Regions from separate parts of the Mus musculus genome. Here all the other regions are linked to region 2. Evidence: chromatin contacts called from public Hi-C and HiChIP or PLAC-seq data. All regions are on one chromosome and are shown on one strand. Each heading gives the region's core, a stretch centred on a gene start, on an enhancer-like site or on the middle of the called end of the contact. The rest is flanking DNA. Distances are from core to core; before and after follow the strand shown. Region 1 has its middle 81 kb from the start of Gm33632. Region 2 overlaps Abcc12 (ATP-binding cassette, sub-family C (CFTR/MRP), member 12). Region 3 has its middle 3.9 kb from the start of Gm33687. Region 4 overlaps Gm33632 (a long non-coding RNA gene).

Evidence for each region. Hi-C and Micro-C count contacts between places; a contact is called where the count stands out from the background. HiChIP or PLAC-seq counts read pairs in DNA pulled down with a chosen protein or histone mark.
Region 1: an H3K27ac HiChIP or PLAC-seq map of SST interneurons shows a contact between it and region 2, with 7 times the contacts expected there. The contact joins two enhancer-like sites. A contact is called at or near these places in 1 of 484 Hi-C or Micro-C datasets (myocytes) and 2 of 115 datasets of contacts at active chromatin or transcription factors (SST interneurons and stem cell-derived neural progenitor cells).
Region 3: a Hi-C map of cerebral cortex shows a contact between it and region 2, with 2.0 times the contacts expected there. The contact joins two enhancer-like sites. A contact is called at or near these places in 1 of 39 promoter capture datasets (liver), 4 of 484 Hi-C or Micro-C datasets (brain, cerebral cortex, embryonic stem cells and 1 more), 2 of 115 datasets of contacts at active chromatin or transcription factors (embryonic stem cells and neural progenitor cells) and 1 of 9 other capture datasets (embryonic stem cells).
Region 4: a contact with region 2 is called in a Hi-C map of cerebral cortex, with 1.8 times the contacts expected there. The contact joins two enhancer-like sites. A contact is called at or near these places in 1 of 15 datasets of contacts at CTCF or cohesin (the NIH/3T3 cell line), 5 of 484 Hi-C or Micro-C datasets (cerebral cortex, cortical neurons and liver) and 1 of 115 datasets of contacts at active chromatin or transcription factors (embryonic basal ganglia).

What each region holds. Positions count from the first base shown.
Region 1 is chr8:86,075,525-86,079,788 of GRCm38.p6, reverse strand. No RefSeq gene overlaps it. Among named protein-coding and RNA genes, the nearest start is that of Gm33632, 81 kb to the left of the region's middle. Within about 2 kb of position 2,903, at least 4 of the 459 cell types and tissues checked have an H3K27ac peak or open chromatin away from gene starts, as enhancers often do. A contact at or near this core is called in SST interneurons, where this site is marked.
Region 2 is chr8:86,534,472-86,538,411 of GRCm38.p6, reverse strand. Abcc12 (ATP-binding cassette, sub-family C (CFTR/MRP), member 12) reads left to right here. Exons shown (of 29, transcript NM_172912.4): 13 at 1-89; 14 at 3,404-3,538; 15 at 3,649-3,724; 16 at 3,821-3,889. Among named protein-coding and RNA genes, the nearest start is that of Abcc12, 30 kb to the left of the region's middle. Within about 2 kb of position 1,986, at least 88 of the 459 cell types and tissues checked have an H3K27ac peak or open chromatin away from gene starts, as enhancers often do. A contact at or near this core is called in SST interneurons and cerebral cortex, where this site is marked.
Region 3 is chr8:86,273,971-86,277,899 of GRCm38.p6, reverse strand. No RefSeq gene overlaps it. Among named protein-coding and RNA genes, the nearest start is that of Gm33687, 3.9 kb to the left of the region's middle. Within about 2 kb of position 1,974, at least 31 of the 459 cell types and tissues checked have an H3K27ac peak or open chromatin away from gene starts, as enhancers often do. A contact at or near this core is called in cerebral cortex, where this site is marked.
Region 4 is chr8:86,199,686-86,203,448 of GRCm38.p6, reverse strand. All of the region lies in intron 3 of Gm33632 (a long non-coding RNA gene), which reads right to left. Among named protein-coding and RNA genes, the nearest start is that of Gm33577, 9.6 kb to the left of the region's middle. Within about 2 kb of position 1,383, at least 24 of the 459 cell types and tissues checked have an H3K27ac peak or open chromatin away from gene starts, as enhancers often do. A contact at or near this core is called in cerebral cortex, where this site is marked.

The DNA of each region.
Region 1 (4,264 bases), core at 1,654-4,153, 460 kb after region 2:
TATCACATACACTATGTTGAACAAAATCACATGATGTCAGGTCTTAAAGGGAAGGTTTTTCTTTCCTTTAAGTCCCCATTCTGTTTGCCCTTTCCCATACATTGTACCATTTTCTGTCTAATGGCTTCTGTCCTAGTTTGCTTTCTGTTGTGATAAATACTGAAACCGAAAGCAACTTGTGGAGGAGAGAGAGGGTTTACTTGGTTATACTTCTAGATCACAGTCCATCACTGAGGGAAGTCAGGGCAGACAAGAATTCAAGTCAGGAACCTGGAACCAGGAACCTGGAGCTGGCTCCTTAACAGAAGAGTGCTGCTTACTGGCTCCCTCCCAGACTTGTGTTCATCTAACTTTTTTTTTTAATACAGCCCAGGACTACCTGCTCAGGGATGGCACTAATTCACACCAACCATCAGTCAAGACAATTTCTCACAGACATAGCCATAGGCCAATCTGATCTGGGCAATCCTCTCCAACTGAGATCCACCCACCTAAGGATAGGCTGTGTCAAGTTGACCTTTGACAAGAACCCTCCCTCCTACCTTGAGGATCCTTGGCTGCTTCTCTCTGTGAATTCACTTCTGAATGGTAATTATGTGGCTTTTCCCTCCCTCGGACTGACTGCTGCTCCTTTGGAATTACTTTACTGTTACATATAACATCAGGATGATCGTGATGGGGTGGGGGTGGGGCGATATAGGGTTACCTTTGAAGTCTATATTGTATGTGTGGGAAGTAAGAAGAAGAGAATCGCCAGCATCATGGAGCCAAGGCTGACCTCCTTACTCAGAGGGCAGGACTGGATTTTGGATTTTGGATTTTGTTTCTATTTCCTACATAACCAGCAGAATGAAGGTGGATTCTGGGAAGAAAAGTGGTAACAGAGAAAGCAGCTGCCTCTCTGCCCATTCTGCCCTTAGGTCTCAGGAAGCCTCAGGCCTAAACCCACCATGCCCTTCCCACTCATGCTCGGGTCTGTTGCTGCACAGCCCTGACCAGCATCCAAACATAATGACAGTCGATATGCATCTCCACACAGTCAGGTGAGGTGAGGACAGAGCTGGGTGCTGCACCACACCTCCAGCAGGAAGAGAGTTTGGGTTCTGAGACTAACAGGGGATAAAGCTGTTAGCCTCAGCTGTGGAAAGATGTCAGCAGGTGACTAATACAGGGTGAATTGTTAGTGTTGGGAAGATGGGGCCAACCAGGAGGAACAGAGATTTCTGCTGGGAGATATGAGGTGACTGAAACTGGAAGACCATGTGATAGAAAAAGGCTAGTGTTGGATAGAAGCAAAATCACCATGCTTAAGTTTACATTCCAGCTGCTTGGAAAAGATGGGCCTGGGCTCACTCATTTTCTGCTTCTGGAAATGTGTTTTCTGCTGGAATCCCCACAACACCATGGCTACTAGTCTCAATGTTTACCACTAGTCTCTACTCTTGCCTTGGTCCCTAGTCACACCGTGGTCCCTAGTCACACAGTCCTTTTCCTTATTGAGGAACCAGGAGTTAAAAAGATTCTCCGGTAGGCAGAGTATGTTTTTTTTTTTTTTTTTTTTTTTTTAACATTTCAAAGAACTGTAGTGCTCAGATATAATATATAACCAAAAGGGAAGTTATTTGGACAACTATTTCTCACTAATGGTTCTCCTCTTGGTATATATATATATATATATATATATGACAAGCCTTAGCTTAATTCAGCACTGTAGTGTCTATCTGCAGCTGAGATAAACAAGTCTAGCTTCTTTTTATTTTCCCCCTTCTGTTGTGGATAGCCCTGGGGCTAATTACATTTGATGTTAATTCCGTTCTCCTGTGAGGGGCTGCAAACAAGGAATGAGTCAGCACTCAGGTGATTTCCTGTAAACCTGCTTCCCACCTTAACTTATAAAATAAAGGAGAGCTGATGATTGGGCAAATAAGAGGGAAGGTGGAGCTTAAGGTGAGGGAGAGAAGGAGAAAATGGAAGAGGTAGAGGACGCAGAGGAGGAAGAAAAAGAAGAAAAGCAGAGCAGAAGCACATGGCCTGGAGAAACCGCAAGTTCTAAGGGGTCTCATAGGTGTGGAAGATGGTAGTGGGAAGTAGGTTTACAGGAAGTCACCTGAGTGCTGACTCAGTCCTTGTTTGCAGCCCTTCACAGGAGAACGGAATTAACATCAAATATAATTAGCCCCAGGGCTATCCACAACACCCTTTCCATCTCCCTCTTGCTCCAGCCCCCGATTGCTCTGGCCTATAGGTTTTTTTTATTTGTTTCTTCAATATGGATGGTTGTAAGTCACCATGTGGTCTCTGGGGTTTGAACTCATGACCTCCAGAAGAGCAGTTAGTGCTCTTAACCGCTGAGACATCTCACCAGCCCACAAGTCTAGCTTCTTAAATACTGAAGTCAAATCTAAAAACCAAAGACCAAAACTGAAACCATTATTTACCAACTGTGGAACATTCTCTCTCTGGAAAAGTACTTCTCACAGCTGCAATGTTTCCCTTCCACCCTAATCACTATGTTCCTCAACTAAAGGAGGCTGTTGTCAAACTCACAGGTTTAAGGAAAATATTCAGGATATAGGAGCAGAATGTCAGCTTGTCAATTAGATACTGATGTCTGGTTGTGACCTCAACAAATAGAGTCTGGATTTCACTCAGGTTTGGCCCACAGTTTCCATTCCCACTGGCCATGATACCAGGTACACAAAGGACAGAGGCATCAATTGCTGGGGGAGGGCACTGCCAATGGCACAGCTATGTTAACTGACTTCTCTTATAAACTCTCCTGTCGATTGCTCCTTACACAGGAGTCTATCTTCCCAAACAGCTGATTTCACAGTTATACTTGATTTGTGAAATAAAACTCACATCAGTCTAGATATAGAGAGGACTATTTCTCTGACGTTATCCTGCTACAGGGCTCTAGCACAGTCTAGCCAGCTGCACAATTATGCTTCACCATACTAAGCCTTGTGCTAATCATAATATCAAAGAACTTTCCTCGTTAACTTTGTCTCTTAACATTCTCCGCAAGATTGTAATAGAGGAGACAGGAGGGTCGACTTTCTGAGCTTAGTAAAAAATATCATAAGTTCTTCAGCCTTCGTCAGGATTTATATCTTGTAATGGACATGTTCTTTTTCCCTAATAAAGGCAAAATGTCCCCAGCTATTTTCCTACCTATGCTCTCAGTAGGAATTATAGCAGTACTAATAATTTCACTTTCTGTGGGTTACAGGCGCTACCTCACATACATAGCATGCTCCAAGGATACAGCTATCTCCAAGTGTTTGTCTTGTGTTCTGAATCTTCATAATTATGTTCATGTTGTTGTATCACAGCAGATTAGATAGGCCCGCTTCTGAGATATTCCAGTGGCCACCCCTCATCATTCCTTCTGCCACTCAAAGAAGCTAACGTGGTCATCACCTCCAAATTTCTAGAAACGGGCGTGTGCGGAATGAAAAACTAAGAGCTAGACAGATTTCCTGCTAGGCAGACAGACAGGGAGAAAGACCATGACTAGAAAACAGAGGCGGCAAACCTCCAAGATGGTCAGCTTCTTCCTCACACTCCTGAGACAAAAGTCTGGCAGCTTACAATTAAGGTTTGGTGGGTTCTCTCACTTACCAGTAGGGTCCCATGTTGATGGGATGTCTAGACAAGTTCAAGACTCCATCAGGACATGTTTACACACACTTATAGGCTAATAAAGCATCCTGTCTTTCTTCAAATTGACCAACCCGAAATTAGGAGAAGATCCTTCAAAGACTTTAACCAAGCCCTCAAGGAGAAGCTGTCTTCCTGCTCATTGGTGCCCTCTCTGCTTTGCAGGGAGTTCTTTTCTCTGTGTGTCTTATGTATGTGTGATTCCTCATCCCTAATAAAAGGGGTATTTTACCAGCTGGTTCTGTCTGTACTTGTCTGCTGTGTTTGACATTTTCCCTGTTTGAAATTTTTCCTGCCCTTTAGTTCTTTAATTCTAAATAAACCTGATCAAGAACCTTAGATGTGCTGGTTAGTTTTCTGTCAACTTGACACACAGTGGAGTCATCTGAAAGGAGGAAACCTTAATTAAGAACATGTCTCCCTAAGATCTGGCTGTAAGGCATCTTCTCAATTAGTGATTAACTAATCACTAATTAATGGTGAGGGCCCTGTACATTGTAGGTAGTGCCATTTCTGGGCTGGTGGTCTTGGGTTCTGTAAGAAAGTAGGCTGAGCAAGCCATGAAGAACAAGTCAGGAAGCAGCACCCTCCATGGTTTCTG
Region 2 (3,940 bases), core at 737-3,236:
ATGCCCACGTGGGGAAGCATGTCTTTGAAGAATGCATTAAGAAGACACTCAAAGGGAAGACAGTTGTGCTGGTTACCCACCAGTTGCAGGTGACTGGGATGTGCGTGGTCCATGAGGCCTTGGGATGAGTGCAGCACTTGATGGTCAAAGAGACTCCTGTTCTGCCTAAATATGCCATTTCCACCAGTAGGTGGCTTTACCTGAACAGGGGATTGAGATGGTAGGAGACACTGATGAGTCCTGCAGCCATCCCTAGCTTCCTGGTATTGCTACCTGCTCCTCTCTGGGTATGACTTCCTTTGGCTTAGTCTTTGGGATCAGTGGGGAGACGACTTTTCCTCCCCCATTGGGTAGATTGTGTAGGATCAATTGGCTCTGAGATCTGGGCCATTGGTGCCAAGGAAATGGGGAGCCAGGCATGGACAAGTCAGGCTCTACCCATTCTCCAGTAGGGACTTGATGGGCCTGAGGTTGGGGGTTCCTTGTCTGAGGGTCATGGAAGCTCTGTTTTCTTTCCTCACCCAGAAAGTCATGGCTCTTGTGATGAGTGGCCCAGACTCCCCAGTCTTCCCCTAGCCCAGGAAAGGCTCCTGAGGCCAGGACCAATGGGCAACGCTTCAGGGTTCTTCTGCCTTCTTAGATCCTGTTCCCATTCAAACAGTAGTCTCCCTCTGGCTTAGGAGGGTGAATCTTGCTGGAGAAAGAGACTGGGCTTATGTTAAGTGAACTGGAGGATTTGGCTGCATGGTCACAGACCTTGTTGAATCCATCCCACATACAGGTTCTGAATGCTTGGTGGGAATCTAGGGCCCCTTCTCTACCCAAGATAATTCAAGGTTACCCTCTCATTCTCTCTCTCTCTCTCTCTCTCTCTCTCTCTCTCTCTCTCTTTCTCTCTCTCTAATCTCCCAAGTCTGGGAGATATACTGCACGTGAGTATGTATTTGTGTGCGTGTGCACGAGCACGCATACCTCAAAGTAGAAAACATCCCAGAGACATTGGGAGGTGACCCGTTGGGGCACTGGTGCAGAGAGCCCCTTCTTCTTGTTCAGTAGGCCTGGTCTGGGGGGCAGGAAGCAGATCTCATTGCCTTTCAGTGAATCAGAAATTGAGGTGGTGAAGGTGTGAAGGCTGAAGCAGCAAGTAAGGTTGCCATAGCTATAGGACTTTGCAGCCTGTAGGTTGGTACCCTCTGGCTGAGGCCAGGAGGACCACCCTGAAGAGAGAGGGCCTCTCAAAGACCCAGGAAACCCAGCCCCCCACAGCTCCCCAGAATAAGCTTTAAGCATTCAAATTTTATACATGTGAGTATCTGGTTTCTTTAGCAGGTGAGCCACAGCTCTATAAAATAATGAGCCAGATTAGTTAGACAAGAACTCCTAGGTCCTCTGTAGGCCAGGGCTGAGGAAAGGAGAAGGCTGGCTGGATTCAGTCTGGAATCCCATGTTTTGCCTAGAAATGGTCTGTGGCCTAGCTAGATTCCTTAGCGTGGTTACCATAGCCCTGGCCTGTGACTATTCAGTCTGTGGCATCTGCTTGCCCTGGGAGAACTGTCTTCCGGAGGAGTCCTGGGTCCTGGAGGATGCTGCCTTGGTCCTGACAGGTGTGAGACAGAGCTGTCCCTCTATTATCCCCTCTTGGAGGATAAACCATAGCCACATGCCCAGCCCATCTTTGAAACTCACTAGCCCGAAGTATGATCTTAGGCAAGCTGGTGTTTTCCCAGAGTCTCCAGCAGTCACACCTTTCCAAGGTCATTTTAGCTCACTTTTTGCTTGTTGGGAGAGGAAGAAGGCCACCAGATGGCACCATAATCTTGATACACTCTTCATCCCATTCTTTGTGGGGGAGGGGAGGGCTCAGCCTCAAACTGCAGCCCCGGGGCTTTCCAGAACATTTCCTAGCTGCTCTGACCTCAGATGCTTTGGAGTAGCTGGCCATGACAGCCACTCATCTGTTTACTTGAGGAAACAAAGCGAGGCCAGCAGTCTGACGAGCTGCTGGAATCTACTAAGGGCTCAGCTTCCGAAGTGTTTGCAGAGCACGGCTACACAAAGCTACTTGGTGTCACCAGAGTGAGCCAAGGGCTTGCTGGCCAGAGGGACCTTTTCGGGGCCCTCCCAAGTCTGGGTGGTGGTCCCACACATAGGCAGAAAAGCCTGTAGATTGTAGTGGGCCCTGTGTGCTTCCTTTCCTCGTGTGAAAAGAATCAATGGCTTAACCGAGCTTACAGCTTTCTTGAGCTGAGAGCTGCCCGAGGTTGGGAGATAAGATGTAAGATCAGGCTGTGGAACACCAGAGGATGATGCCTGAGGTCCAAGTCTGTCTTTGAGGGAAAGGTTCTGTCAGAAGCAGAAGGTGTGTCTCCCTCCACTGGGCAGTAGGAGCCAGGTTCCTGCTTGGGCTGCCTGAGGAAGGGCTCCAGTCATGGATAGGGGAGACAGAGGCTAGAGCTATCCATGCTGCTGGAACTGCTCTGGTTGAAGCATTTGGGCACCACCCACCCCATCAGGTGTACAACTATCAGTGGTAGGCCTTTGCTTGCAGGATTCGAATCAAGTTTAGCCAAGTGGGATTTTGGCCTTGAGCAGAGTAGAAGTGCAAATCCGGGACTCTGGCCCTGCTGTGATGGCTTTCTTCTTTAGATCAAACTGTTCCCACTCTTACAGCATTTTGCCTGCCTTTAGGAGGGGACTATCTGCCCTTTGTTGGGTGGATCAATCGAGGAGTGCCCTTTCTTCTTCCAAAATAAAACGGCATCCCTCTCAGCAGAATTCTTTAATCCAAGGATTGGTGTGGATGTGAAGGGTCTCGGAATCAGAAAAACAGGGCCTGTGATATTTATTGTTCACATCGTTATTGTTCTGTTAAAGCTGGTGGGGGTGTGGCCTATGACCCGGTTTCTATTCCCCGGGCTCAGTGGGGTGGGGCTTCTGACAGGACTGGGATCATGTTTTCTGTCTTTTCCAAACCTTGGCCTCCACAATAGTCAATCAGATTTCTGAGTGGGGTAGCTCATTCACAGAGAAGAATCGAAGGAAGTTTTGATTGCCTCATTGTTGCAGCCAGAGTCCAGCTTCTGTACTGAAAAGACTGGGGACTAGCTCAGTGGTTCTCAATTGCCGCCCCCGCTCCAACCCCTGGGGCATTTGGCAGTGCTTGCAGACAATTTTGCTCATCACAACTAGGGAAAGACATCCTACTGGTAGGTAGACACCAGAGAGGCTGCGAAATAGTCTACAATGCACAGGGCAGCCCCTGAAGACAAGGGATTATTTGGTAATAGTGCCAGGATTGAAAACCCCAGTAATTCAGTGCACCTGGGAAAGCAGGCTGGGAGTTTGGTGTGAGCTCTTTCTTACCGAGGCAGTGCTGTTGTGGATGGATGCACTGTCTCTGCAGTTCCTGGAGTCTTGTGATGAGGTCATTCTGTTAGAAGATGGAGAGATCTGTGAAAAGGGCACCCACAAGGAGTTGATGGAAGAGAGGGGGCGCTATGCAAAGCTTATCCACAACCTCCGGGGACTGCAATTCAAGGTAAACTGCACACCTGCCTGGTGAGTGGGATTAAGAGTCCCGCCTCATGGCTTTCTGCCTGGGACAGGTCTGTTGGCTCACTTTCAGAAGTCATTTCATTTTATCTCCAGGATCCAGAGCACATTTACAATGTAGCCATGGTGGAGACCCTGAAGGAGAGCCCAGCTCAGAGGGATGAAGACGCTGGTACAGTCAGATGACAGTCCCCTCTCTCTCACTGCCCCTGGATCCTGAGTGGACACAGACCTTTCCATTTACTTATTATACAATTTCTCATCCTAGTCTTGGCTTCAGGAGATGAGAAGGACGAAGGAAAAGAACCTGAAACAGAAGAATTTGTGGACACAAACGGTATTTACCATCTTTTCCCTTGGCTGTGTACCTGGGAGTACATGCTAGGCA
Region 3 (3,929 bases), core at 725-3,224, 260 kb after region 2:
AAACAGACCTGTGTGTGGAATCTCCCATCCCCACAGTGCCATCTGACCAGCCTCTGCTTGGAGAGGGGTTTTAAGAGAAGTCTCTGGGAGCAACAAAAGGATGGACCATCTAGAGGCTGCCTTATCTGGGGATCCACCCCATAATCAGCTTCCAAACGCTGACACCATTGCATACACTAGCAAGATTTTGCTGAAAGGACCCAGATATAGCTGTCTCTTGTGAGACTATGCCGGGGCCTAGCAAACACATAAGTGGATGCTCACAGTCAGCTGTTGGATGGATCACAGGGCCCCCAATGGAGGAGCTAGAGAAAGTACCCAAGGAGCTAAAGAGATCTGCAACCCTGTAGGTGTAACAACATTATGAACTAACCAGTAACCCGGAGCTCTTGACTCTAGCTACATATGTATCAAAAGATGGCCTAGTTGGCCATCACTGGAAAGAGAGGCCCATTGGACACACAAACTTTATATGCCCCAGTACAGGGGAACGCCAGGGCCAAAAAAAATGGGAATGGGTGGGTAGGGAAGTGGGGGGGAGGGTATGGGGGACTTTTGGGATAGCATTGGAAATGTAATTGAGGAAAATACGTAATAAATAAAATAAAATTTAAAAAAAAGAACAACTCAAAGTCAAATCATGGATCCAAGCTGATGACCTGTGTTCTGTTTGCTTTCCATTCTGCTGGGGTATCACTCTTCAGTGACTCATGGACCCTTACAAAGTTAAGATTATCCAGCACACCAGCTCTGTGCCCACTTTTTTATATCTTATTTTGCTTTTTGTATAGCACATATTTTTTTTGACATTGTCAGTGCCCACTGGCTCAAGGCTGACAGGAACATGTTCAATTTATAACTGTTGCACTGAAAAAGACCAAACAGGGCAAACCTGTTGTCTGTCCCCTATATTACAATGTACAAGAATATCTGTGCTCCTGGTGGGTGGGAGTCAGAGGTCCTGACAGTACCATACACATCATTTGTGTGGTTTGGTTTTGTTTATTTTTCTGTCTCTCCTTTGCTATTTCAGGGAGATAAGGCCATTCCCAGAGTTTTATTAACTGACATTATCTATTGAGAACAGCAGACCAGAAGTGGCTGGGCATTTCAAAGTAAGGGGCCCTACAAAAGGAATGGATTCTTTCTTCAGCTAAAAGCTGGAAATATCCTTGACACCATGGGCAACTCCATCCTTTCCTGAGGCCTGAAATGCCAGAAGTGTTTAGCTGGAATGTCTTTGGTCCTGCCCTGGCCAGAGAACAGGGATGTCAGAAAGGAAGAAAGAACAGGTTCTGGTGTTTCCTCATCTCTTTCCTCTAAATGAAGACCCCTTCCCTTGGAATCATAAATGAGGACTGACTGAAACCAAGAGGCACTTAGACACCTGGAGCCAAAGCTGGGCTGGCCAGCTCATCCATACGAAGCATTACTAACTGGAAGGCTGCAACCCACAGTGGTACCCACTCCCAGGGACCTGCTCTTGCTGTAGGAGCTTTGCATCTTTCTGTCTCTGAAGCTTTCTATAATAAAATACTCTTTTTAAAGATCACCTCCGTGGTACAATCATTCCATTCTTCAACTCTGCCAGACAAGAACTGGAAGGTCACTTACTCGGTAGAAGTTTTGGGTGACTGCAAGCATCTATCATCCTAACTCTTGATTTAAAAGCCCCCTCCCCCCAAGAGCCGAGAAAAACCCAGTTACTCTCAACAACACGCTAAACATTTTCCATTTCATATTCACAATAGGACTTCCTCCTCCAATACCCAGGGAACACTCAATTCCTATTTACTGGAGGAATTATTATTAATACACTTGCTTACAGGGCTTGGTTAGGATTTACAGATGAGCCAAAGGAGTGCCTTTGGGAATGAGGTGGAGGAAAGGGGTGGACAGGTCTGCGGACTGGGTAGAGTCAGGGAAGAGCTGACAGACAGGAGCTATTTATGCCTCTCATCTCTCTGACTCATCCTCAGCCACTGTGAGCAGGAACCGCCAGCCCTGCTCTGCTCCAAGCCCACAGGAACCACAAGCCCTGCTCTACTCTCTAGCCCCCACGCATCTCTGATCAGTTAAAATTAAAACCCACACTGGGTCTGGTATAGACGCAGCCACCTGTAACCTCAGCTCTTGGGAAGCAAAGGCAAAAATAGCAGGAATTGGAGGCCAGCCTGGACTACTGAGGAAGTTCTAAGCCAGTCTGGGTTGTTGATGGGATTCTAAGTTAGCCTATGTTAGAGTGAAACTCTCTCAAAAGCAAAAGAGTAAAATAATAAAAACATAAAATAAAAAAGAAGTAATCACCATTGTAAATACTAGGCAAGATTCTCTTATTAGTTAACTTTCCTAAAGGTGAGGAAACTGAGGCACAGATGCTGTTCTTAAAAAACAAAATCCCCACCAAACCCAGACACTATTGTGGATGCCAACAAGTGCTTGCTGACAGGAGCCTGATATGGCTCTCTCCTGAGAGGCTCTGCCAGTGCCTGACAAATACAGAGGTGGATGCTTGCAGCCAATCATTGGACTGAGCACAGGGTCCCCAATGGAGGAACTAGAAAAGGACCCAAAGGAGCTGAAGGGGTTTGCAGCCCCATAGGAGGGACAACAATATGAACCAACTAGTACCCCCAGGGCTCCCAAGGAGTAAACCACCAACCAAAAGTACACATGGAGGGACCCATGGCTCCAGCTGCCTATGTAGCAGAGGTTGGGCTTGTTGGACATCAGTGGGAGAAGAGGCCCTTGGTCCTGAGAAGGCTCTATTCCCCAGTGTAGGGGGATGGCAGGACAGGGAAGTGAGAGTGGGTGGGTTGGTGAACAGGGGGAGGTGGGATGGGATAGGGGGTTTTCAGAGGGGAAACTAGGAGAGGGGATTAAAATTTGAACTGTAAATAAAGAAAATAAAAAAATCATATGGCACAAGGCACATTGTTTTTAATTATGATTTCATTGCCTCTTATAAGTGAGACATGGGTTTACCGCATGCCGGGTCTTGTAGACTGAATATAAAATAAACTGCTTAATCCTCATTAAAAACAAACAAAACAAAACAAAACAAAAACAAAAACAAAAACAGAATCCCAAACGTTCGATTTATCAGTGAAGGCACAGAAGCCAGATGCTGTGGTGGAAGCCGGCTAGCTCACAGAGTCAGAGAAAGTACCCAGCTGACCTTCCCACTCCACTGGTGTCCCAGAAGGAAAAGCCCCTCCTCCTTCTGCACTCTGTCTTTATACCCTTCAACTCAGAGACTCTCCTTCTCTTTCCTGGGTTTTCTTATGCTCACTCCCTGACAATTGGTTGCTTAATCTGCCTCTTGGTCTATCGTTGACTTTATTGAGTTCTTGTTTACAGAAAGGTCTTGGATTAAAGCCATGTGCTAGGGCTGAGCCACACCACAACAAGGTTTATCCAGTTCACAATCTTGGGGTTCACACGGTGATCACATATCCTACATCACAAAGAGGAAGAATTAAGTGTTGAGTGACTGAGCTGGGATTAAACATTCATTGCTCACATGGAGTGGCTGAGCCATACAGAGCCACCAACAGGCATGGACTGAAGTAGCAAGAACAGAAGGCAAGGCTGAGAAGTTCCCCAGCAAACTGACCTTGTGGCTAAGTAAAGAAGTCTTTATTTTGCATGATGAGAATGGAGCTGATAACTCTGCATCTCACAGGTACCCTCAAAGGCTACATACACTAAGGCTTCCTCATGGCCAGCCGTTCCAAGTAGGCTGCCATCAGCCCTGCTCAGTTAGGCAATGGGAAGGGATTGGTGCATTCAGCACAAGCATCAGCTAAGACAGGCATAAAAACATAAAAAGGAGCCAAGCCAGGCCCCATCCGCACCAAGGAGAGCAGCTGAGTTCTGAAAGCAGGCTTATTAACTTTACCAGGCTCTGACGTTGCCATGGATACCAC
Region 4 (3,763 bases), core at 134-2,633, 330 kb after region 2:
AGGCAGCCTGTACTGACACTGCGCATTGCGCATGAGCTTGGGGCGCAGGGGGCACAGGAGGCTGAGCCACTAGTGGGAGTAGCTGCATGTAGCAACTCATATTTTCAACAGTAGTGAGGAGATCTTTCTTCCTGATTTTGCTAGCTCCTCACCACAATCAGTCCATTGCTTCATAAGTGCATGACCCAAACAGAGTCCTGCAGTACAGCACAGCCACGAGGATTGGCAGAGCAGCTTACTGAGCCCTCTCCTCCAAGCACCCTTGCTGAGAGCAGACACAGCATCTCAGCCCTCAGACACAGCTCCAGCAAAGGGTGAGAAGCAGGAGCGAAGGGACGAGGTAATTTGCCTCCAGAGCTGTTCCCTAGCCTGAGTTCCCTCCTCTTCACCCTGTTTTCACAAAGACTAAGACCTTTCTCCTTTGACAACACCCACTTTACAATCGTTAGTGGATACAATGGTATAGAACCAGAGTGCAGCATAGGAAGTGGCTAAGGCAGACAAAACACCTCCACTCCACCAGTGGAGTTAACATCCTAGTAGAAGAGACAATGAACAACAGAACAGCAATAAAATGTTGATGAAAGTAGAGAGTGGAGTGTGATAGAGCCCTTGACTTTGGTGACTATCTGCCTGGGTGCTGGTAAGCCCTGGGGCACGGTGTAAGAACCTCAACTTATATAATGTGTAATGAGAAGCCAACTGGGGAATAATATGATCAAATGTGTGTGTGTGTGTGTGTGTGTGTGTGTGTGTGTGATCATGTTACACATATATGTATATATGCATATATGTGTGCATATATATATCATATATGTCATATATAAGTATATATACAAATACATATATTTACATATTATTTCTGATCTGTTGACTGACCTACTTAGAAATTTACGTGAAACTCTTCAGGTTCTTCTTTTAAAATGCAAACATTTTCAACATCGGTAGCATCTTCATTGGAATGTGCTGATTATAACCTTTTCTCTCATTCCCTCTCAGTTGACAGTGAAAGTGCTGGGCATCTGCCCGGGGCTCTGAACCCAGGCAGAAGCATTTTACACAGCAGGAACACATGGGTGCTCAAGGGCGAATAAAGTTTCCAAGGTCAGTGATGGAAAAGAGTGAGGAGAGAGTGTCAGCCATGGAGCCAAGCGCTGCTAAATTCAGACTCTGAGACCTTACTCCCTGCCTGCTAATAGTGCAGTCTTGGCCAGCTTCCATTCTTAGAAGTTGGTAATAAAAGAACATGAAACAAGCATTCCCATAGTTGGAAATTATTGAAATGTATCTAAGTCATGCCTGTGAGTTCCTGCTGCACCATGCTGTAGGAGCACGCTGGGACTTAATTCAGGATCGTAACACTGAGTCTGCCCATCTAGGTGTTCCAGCTTTGAGGATGAGTCAGAGAGCAGTAACGTCCACAGGCTGCTTCTGGGGGCAGGGTTTCACTTTCTCCGAAAGTGATGAGATTTTGGAAACAGACTTTGGCAAAGAAATGTTCTTCTGCTAAATATAACAGGGAGGGTAGACATCCTACTCCACCCCAGTCTCTAAGCACTTTTAAATGTCTGTGTGACTCTCTACCAAAATGAAAAAAAAATGTGGCTTTTTGGTAAAATCTTATGCTGTTTTAGTTGGCAAGGTGAGCTGGAATCCACATCTAATTCTTAGAGGACTTGGCAAAATGGCAACTATTCTGCAGTTTGGAAGAGATCTAAGGTTGCCCTCCTTGACTTAGAGCACAGCATATTGTATATAGCTGCTTAGAGGGCAGTCAGGACTTCTAACAGTCAGTCTTGACTTGATTACAGTGTCTGCCTGAGGAGTGAATCCATAAACTTAACAAACCAAATCCATAAAATAATGAGTTGAGGAACCTGGAAAACGTTCTACAATGTGAAGAGGAGTGTGTGTAAAGACATAGAAGGTGAAGAAAATGCTAGAGAGTGAAAGAAAGATGAAATTTCAAGACCTGTAAGTCATATAAAGTACTCAGAAATTGCTGGTTGTTTGTGAGCCTAGAGGCTGCTTGGGGCTGAGAAAAAAGAAAAACAAACCCAGGTATGCCCCGTAGTTAAAACATTCCTGGGAACAGCTTAACCTTAAAGATAAAGAGGAATGTGAGGACATAACAGGGCTATCTGAACTGAGTCAACAACTCACAGAACTCTGACACCCTGCATGTACATGTAATTTTTCTGCTGATGTTTGAATAACCCAATAGTGTGTTGCTATGCTGAGTTCCACACCCCTAAGTCCCTTACCCCATAAAAACCCCTAGCTTTCGAGTCTCGTGGCTGACATCCGTTATCTCCTGTGTGGGATGCATGTCGTGATTCTTTGGGTGCCCGCCGAATCGAGAATTGAGTGGGGGTTTCCCCACTAGGTTCTATCAAGAGAAGGTGTTGTGTTGGGACCAAGAGGCAAGGTCCCTGAATGTGCTGGAGACAATAGACCAGCATGAGACTCTAAAGAGGAGAGAAAGTTAGGAAGCCCTCACCTTCTAATGAAGCTTCACCACCCTTTCTGTAGGTTATGCTCACCCCCCAGTGGGGCACCACAGACACACACCTCTTCAAAGCAAGGCAGGGGGTTGCCAGGAAGGAACCACTGGGGACAAACTCCTCAGTGTTGTACACTTGACCCTTTCAGCCTTCACTGTCTCAAATGAGCAACTACGACCCTGGCCTATGGGGCTGGAGAGATGTGTCAGAAGTTAAGAATACTTGTGCCTACAGAGGACCTGGACTGGGTTCCCAGCAACAACATGGTGGCTCACAGCCATCTTAACTCCAGTTCCAGGGAATCCAATACCTTCTAAACTCCTTGGGCACCAAGAACATATATAGCATATAATATATGTAGAATTAGTATATAGTATTAGAATTTGTATTCTAATATAGCATATTAGAATATAGTATTATAGTATAATATATACATGAAGACAACACACACACACACACATATATATGGTAAATAAATCTTTAAAATATATCTCCAGCATACTTAACCTGCTTCTCCCAAACTGCAGCTTCTCACTGATCTGAAATAAACAGATTTTATCTCCCCAGCTCAACTAAGAATAGAAACACTTCTTGACAGTCATTTTTCTCTAAAGGTTGTGATATATCTTAGACATAGTTTTGGTTTTACTCAGTTTCAGTATGTAACTTAGGCTGGTTCAAGACCTTCCTACATCTGTTTGCTGAGTGCTGGAGTTACATGTCTGTGTGCATCACCACAGTGTCACTGAGAGTTCAAATGTTCATTTAAAAAAGTAATTGTATGTGTGATGAAGCTGAGCATATGAAGGAGGATCAGACATACCACGGCACAGGTGTGGAGGTCAGAGGACCACTCTGGGGGGTGGGGGGTGGAGTTGATTCTTTCCTTCTGCTCTGTAGAACTCAGGTGTCTCAACTTCCAGGACAATTTTTGTACCTGCTGAACCAATTTAGTGGTTCTCAAATGTTCTTTGAAGTCGGCTAAGGGCCGGCAAGATGGCTCAGGATAAGAGGCCTGGTAGGCTGAGTTTGACCCATGGAACAGACATACAGGTGGGAAAGCGGAACTGACACCACAAAACTGTCCTGTAACCTACACATATGTGTGCAGCTCTGCACATGTGCCCGTACACACCAGAATAATACTTCTCAGAAAGGACTGCCTGCCTTGTAATAATGGGATACTTTATTAAGACACCCAAATATACATGTGGCACCCTGGAAACTGCTATCAGCTTCCAAACTATTACTCAAGTCAC